2 separate regions of the Mus musculus genome follow, and region 2 is linked to region 1. Evidence: chromatin contacts called from public Hi-C data. All regions are on one chromosome and are shown on one strand. Each heading gives the region's core, a stretch centred on a gene start, on an enhancer-like site or on the middle of the called end of the contact. The rest is flanking DNA. Distances are from core to core; before and after follow the strand shown.

Region 1 (3,188 bases), core at 177-2,676:
CAAGCAATTAAGATCACTCTTGTCTATATAACTACATGTTGCACTAAACTGAAACAGGTTCACAAGACTTAGTGACAGTAGGGAAAAAAGGGACACTTTTATTTCTGACTAGAACCAAAGGAGCCTGACTGGACCAATAGACAACACCCCTGGGCTAGAGAAGGTAGCTGTGCAGTCCACAGTAAGACAGAGGGGACTGCCAGGGTGTGGAGGGACTCATAAAGCACCTGTGACACTCCAGTGTGCCACAACTTGAATCTAAATCTTCAAACTCCACTTGAGAATAACTTCAAGGAAGGTTTTTGTTTCACTTCAGTGGGATGTTAGAATCTTGAAAAGCTAAGGTGAATATAGTTTGAAGAAACAAAGTTCATGGTAATGAGCAAAAGTGAGGCAAAAAGAGGTCATACCCATAAAGATATCTTTAAAAAGTAACCAGCTTGGGTAGAATTTATAAATAGAAAAATAATTAAGATTGATAAGAAAACATAGAAAAATGAAGTCACAGAGAAAACGATGGAGATAGGGATAACGCTCTGCTAGTCTGCAGAAACATTTGGCTGAGATGCTCTAATCTCTGGGGCTACAAAAAAAAAAAAAAAGGCAAGACTGAAGACTGCAAAGCTGGTCAGAATGATGAGATAGGCAGAAACAGGATGCTAAAATAGAACACGCCACGAAGTACAGAATACAACACTAATAAAGAAATCCTTTCCCAGTACAGACAGGCAGAGTCCTTCATGCTTGTAATCTCATAACTTTAGAGACCGGGGCAGGATTACAAGTGGGAAGGCTAGCACTGACACAATGAGCGCAAGGCCAGCCTCGTTAACCTACAGTGTGATCCTGGCTCCTAACCCAGAAATCTAAACCATCGAAGTCAATGCTCAGAGCACAAAGTGACTTTTTAACATTAGTAAACTTGGTTGAAACTTAAACGAGCGGAAAACCGAAGTCCTTGTTAAGGGAATTTTGGGTAGGTAGGTAACAGTGGAGTCTGATCACGGCTCTCTACGCCCCCAGCCCACCCCAGCCTTGCAGGCGCTCCGCGCGGGCGGACAGTCCCATTCCCGCCACCCCGGAAACTTGGTCCGACGGCTGTTCCGTGGGACAGAGCACGGGTGCCACCGGGGCGAAGGCGGCGGCGGCACTTGGGCCGAGGCAGGTCGGCGGTCCTCCCGTCACGGCCCCCTCCCTCCCGCGGGCCGCCGCCCCACGCGCGCTCGCTCCATTCATTGCGGGGCGGAGCAGAGGCTGAGGCGGGAGCACCGGCCAACGCTGGGGCCCGGCAGCGCTTACTCTGCGTATCCGTGAGGGAGATCATGGTGGCGGCGGCGAGGACCGCGGTGCTTCGGGGCCCACGCTGCGAAGCCTGGTCCGGAGAAGAGCCTCGGCGACGCCGCCCGGGCCCGAGCCGCCACGTCTTCCGGAAACACGCAGCCGCCGCCGCCGGGCCGCAAGGCCGCGCTCCATTGGCTGCAGCGAGACCAATAGCACGCGCTCTTGTTCGGATGTGCACCCGGACGCCGCACCACGCAGCCAATCAGAGAAGGCAATGGCTTGTGATTGGTGGAGGGGGCTGATCCGGAAGGGTGGGCGCTGCATGCCGGGCGGCGGGAAGGTTTTTACGCGCGGAGCGGCTGACAGGTTCGTGGTGGTGCCGGTTCCGGCGCGTGGGTCCGCGGCTGTCTGCTGGGCGGATAGGAGCTGGGCGTCGTCTCTGCCATCGCTTTCAGGAGCCCTGGTCGCCGCAGCTTGCGCTTCTGCCTCGTCTGTGGAGCCGGCGGGGTGGAGGGATGCGCTCAGGGTTAGCGTGCGTTTTCCTTCCGCACTGATGACAGTGGACCTGGTTCACGTTTTTTGACTGACAGACCTCTTTGTAACTTAGTTCTTGGATATATTTCGTGCTACGCTATGTTTTGCTGTGAAGTTGCCTAATTTAGGCAAGGGGTAGGTTATTGGCAGCAAAGTCCAAAAATATATATATATTTGAAGTAGTGGCAGGAAATGAACTTAGACCGAATCTCTCCTAAGCGAAGAGAAAGCGCCTGTTTTTAGGTTCCGGAAAAGGCATTTTTTTTTTTCTAGGCTGTTTACAAAAGTGAAGAGATTCAGGCTCTGCCATGATACAGGACCTTAGAGTCCATGGGCAGAATAGTATCAGTCTAGGAAGTGATAAGGAGATGTTCTCATACGTGAGGAAGGAGGAGTCTTGATTTAAACCCATCCTTAAATGTCCGTTAGTTTTGTCCTTACTCTTTAATCAGGGCTTATCTGTCTTAACAGCCATGCACAGGAAGGGTACAAATTCGATAAAGGAAACAGTTCAAGTGAGAATAGGCGGGTGCAGAATCTGTCTTTGGAGAGCACTCTTAGGTTTAGCAAATATAAAATTAAGCAATATATAACACACTTTCAAACGTTTGTTTTTTGCTTTTATGTAATGGTGACAGATTGTCATTGATTGAGCAAAAAAGTTGTTCACAACAGTTCATGAACACAATGAGGTCCTTGGCCCCTAACACAGAAAACTAAAACACCACCCCAAAAAAAAGCCTGTGTTCTGAGTACGAATGACTTTAAAATTAGCAAACTGTTGAAACTTAAATAGGCAGAAAACCTAAGTTCTTCCAAGGGAATTTTGGGCAGGTTACACGTCTACCCAAATAATTACTAAAAATACAAAATTAAGCAAAATATAACATGCTTTCTAATTTTGTTTTTATGTAATGGTAACAGATTGTCATTGAGCAAACATAACAGTTTGGGGAGTTAAATGTTCAGGCCAAGTTTTAATCTTTAAATTTTAATATAAGTCATGTTTCCTTCCACTTGTAACTGTCCCAGATTCTTTTAAGCCAAAAGAGTACTAGTGTGTACCTCACCCCCCCTCTGCAAGTGAGCAAATTTTATAGAGAAATGGAGTAAGCTCCCGCAGAAGAGAGGAGGCTCTGGAAATTATTTACTTAGAATATTAATTTCTTTTAAGTAGGCATTTAACTGTAACTCTCTAAAGCAACTGTGCAGTATACTGCCAAGTAGTTTATTTATTTGTTTATCCATTCATTTATTTACTTTTGAAAAAAATCTATCCTTATTTGTAAGGTGAGTCCTGCCAGGCATGGCTGTGCATGCTTTTAGTTTCAGTACCTGGGAGGCAGCCACCCCAGTTTTTAAGTCAGAGAGAA
Region 2 (3,188 bases), core at 234-2,733, 5.8 Mb before region 1:
CTGTCTCGAAAAAACAAAACAAACAACAAAAAAAGAATAAGACACAAAAGCCACTTGAGGTACATGTGAACCTTAGAGAGTAATATTAGTTTCTCTTTTGTTATTAACTAGCTAAAGCTTGTCCCCAATCTACGGAGAATTAAAAGGATGTCATAAAAATATAGTTTGAGCATTTTAACCCTACTCCTAAACCTCTCTTCAATAAATGAAACATAATGGGATGGAGTCTCTAAAAAGCAGACTGTTTCCCATATATTATGCCACCAATAATATGAAAATTAACCTATAAAGTCAGGCAGGTCTTCCTGGCAATGTAGTTCAGTGGTACAGCTTCACTTGTATCAGGCTCCAAATCTGATGCCAAGCACCAGACAAAACAACAAAACGAAGCAAAGAAAGAGAAGCATTAAAGAAAACCAGAGAAGCTAAATGATTGATTCATTGGTTAAGAAGTTTCACTCTTCGGGAAAAATTAACTTTTATGCTTGTTAGCTTTTAAAATTGTTTTTCTAAAAATAGCAGGGTCAAATTATTTAGTTTTGCTATGTTGTGAAACCCAACTCTCAGGGGGATCGTTATTACTCTAAAGGAAACGTGCCCTGGAGACAAAGGATCAGGTGTAACTAAATGAACAACAGTCCTGCCTTTATCCAAGCTACAGCCTATACACTGTAGACCTGGGTATGGAGACGACAGGGAGGAGCTGCCGATAGATTACAAGTGAGGTAAGTTTGCATTTTAGACATGTATCAACACATTATTATGCCCATTTGACAGATGAGGGGATAGAGATACAAAGAAATGCAATATGCTCAAAGTCACGATATTAACAAGTTAGATTGGATATTTAATTTAGGTAATCTTGGCTTGAGGCTGTGTTTATTATCCACGAACCTTAAGTCAAATAGGAATTTATGATTAATTGGAGTAGTCTTGAAAGTCTGGAGATTAAATTGCCACCAGAGTGCATGCATTTGTCCTTGGTTTGAAGGATGAGGGTCTCTTTTCAGTAAAGGAGTATACACACAGTCAATCTGTAGTCAAGATCTCCCAGCCTGTTTCTCTTTGACAGCTCTTAACTACTCTTTACCTCCCTCTTAAAACTCAAACCCTTACCTACTAACCAAGTAAATAGTGGTATTTCTTGGCAATAGTATTGTGAAGATTAGAGAAAACAGTGCTTTCTGTGTAGACATTCGTCATAAGTACGCTTTCCTTAAAACTGTTTTTAAACCACAACGCGTGCCTGTAAAATTTGGTAGCAAATGGGTAGGACGGGAGCTTGAGTGGGTTCCTCTCCAGCATTTCGGAGCCAACTTTTTTTCCAAAGCCCCTCTATTCCGTCCTGTGCTGTGAAGGGCCATGAGCACACACTGTCGGGCTTTCTTGCGTAGCTTACTTTTAGGGAATCCTTAAGCACACTGACCGAATAATCGAAACCGTTCTCCACGCCCGACAAGGGAGGTTTAGGTGTTGTAGACCGGAATAAATGAAGACGCAAAGCCGGAGGCCTCTCAACCACCTGAGCTGCAGTGTGGCCGGCGCCTTAAGGTGGCTGGTGATCACTTCCGGTCTGTAGTGCGGAGCGCCGTTCCAGTCGGTTTGTCTCGGGGTCAGGCGGAAGGTAACTTCCCCTTCCTGGAAAGGGACCGGCCTCCTATTTTCACTTAGTTTCCACGTAGCCACGCCCCTTTCAGGTTGACCGCGCCGCTTGATTAGATCACATACCGTCAACGCGGAAAGTATCGCGAGTTCTCCATTTGCGCTCCCTTCGGACATGGTCAGCCGTGAGAGTTGCTCTTGTTCTCGCGAGATCTTCGTGTGCGCCGGGCTCGGGCGACCCGGGCTTCTGTGAAACATGGCGGTCGGCTGGGACCGTACCACTAGGTAAGACGCTAAAACCCTGCCGGGGCCGTTTCCTTCGGCGGTTACGGGCGGACGGGGACCTGGGCGCGGCTGAGGGGGCTCCCAGGCCTGGCACTGGCCTGTACTCGTCGCGGCTCTGCGGAGCAGCTGGCCGCGGAGCCGCTCCGCTGCCCGGGGGCGTTCCTGCCGAGTGCCGCCGGCGTCCGCGCCCGCGGCCAGGGAGCTTCGGTGATCGGCCGCGCCCTTCGTTGTCTCGTCCAGGCTGTCGTGGACAGCAGCGACCCTGCCAGCACCGTGGTCACTCTCGCCGTAAATTAAAAGCCGGGCCTAGAGAGGGGCCGGGGCGGGCGCAGACGCCGAGGCAGGTGGTGTGTGTGTGTCCCGTTTGTCAGCTGTTGACCCATCCAGGGGATGACGGCTCAGCTCCTGATACGGGACCGCCGTGGGTATCGTAGACGAGATCTCGGAGATCTACGGGCAAACGTGTCATTAACTTTAGGCGTGCAATTCGGTGCCCTAGGCTATAGGCAAGTAACAGCTGTTTCGGTGTTTCGAGATAGGCTTTCGTTCGGAAGCAATTAAAGATAGTTAAATTAGGCATTCTTCATTGGTTTGAAGTTGTAATTCCGAATTTCACTTCTCCAACCTCCAGTGTACGTCCGTACCTAAAGAAACGAGTGTGCTGCTGCCTTGCGGAAGGTCTCTTTGCCTACCTTTCTTATTAGTTAACCTTAAGTTACTATTCCAGCTTGTAGAGGAAGATCCTGAGAAATAGAAATTCCATGCTTTTGTAGTGAGGGTCCTGGGAAGCAGCTTTCTTTCAGATAGTAAACTTGACTGCTTTGCTGAGTATTACACCTGATTTCACTTCGGAGGTACACATTAAAGAAACATGGCAAGTTAGAGGACTTCTGAAAGGAAGTCACTGTAGTCTAGAACATGAACAACAAAGATTTACAAAACAGCATTTATTTTCACCAGGGTTTGCCATTTAAATAATTCATTTTTAAACAGAAGTTGGTTTTAGACTGTGTGTGCTACAAATTCTTTTTAATAGTTTTCCTAGATTTTAATTTGGTGTTTTAATGACAGCTTGTCTTTTGACTTTTGTGCCCTAGTTTCCTCACCAATAAAATGAGAATCTTATAGTAATACTTACCTCAAAAAGCCAGAGAAGTGCTTCAGTAGAGACTGAAGAAGATTTGTTTTTTTCGAGACAGGGTTTCTCTGTATAGCCCTGGCTGTCCTGGAACGTACTTTGTAGACCAGGCTGGCCTCAAACTCAGAAATCCGCCTGCCTCTGCCTCCCAAGTGCTGGGATT

Evidence for each region. A called contact is a pair of places that touch in the nucleus more often than the background predicts.
Region 2: a contact with region 1 is called in a Hi-C map of erythroblasts, with 15 times the contacts expected there. The contact joins the promoter of Ergic2 here to the promoter of Golt1b in region 1. A contact is called at or near these places in 5 of 484 Hi-C or Micro-C datasets (B cells, CD4 T cells, CD8 T cells and 2 more).

What each region holds. Positions count from the first base shown.
Region 1 is chr6:142,385,481-142,388,668 of GRCm38.p6, reverse strand. Golt1b (golgi transport 1B) reads right to left here and starts at 1,426. Exons shown (of 5, transcript NM_025872.4): 1 at 1,300-1,426. The coding sequence starts at 1,324. Recql (RecQ protein-like) reads left to right here and starts at 1,582. Exons shown (of 15, transcript NM_023042.3): 1 at 1,582-1,647.
Region 2 is chr6:148,210,669-148,213,856 of GRCm38.p6, reverse strand. It overlaps Ergic2 (ERGIC and golgi 2), which reads left to right and starts at 1,483. Exons shown (of 14, transcript NM_026168.4): 1 at 1,483-1,887. It overlaps 4732416N19Rik (RIKEN cDNA 4732416N19 gene), which reads right to left and starts at 1,569. Exons shown (of 2, transcript NR_015615.1): 1 at 1,427-1,569.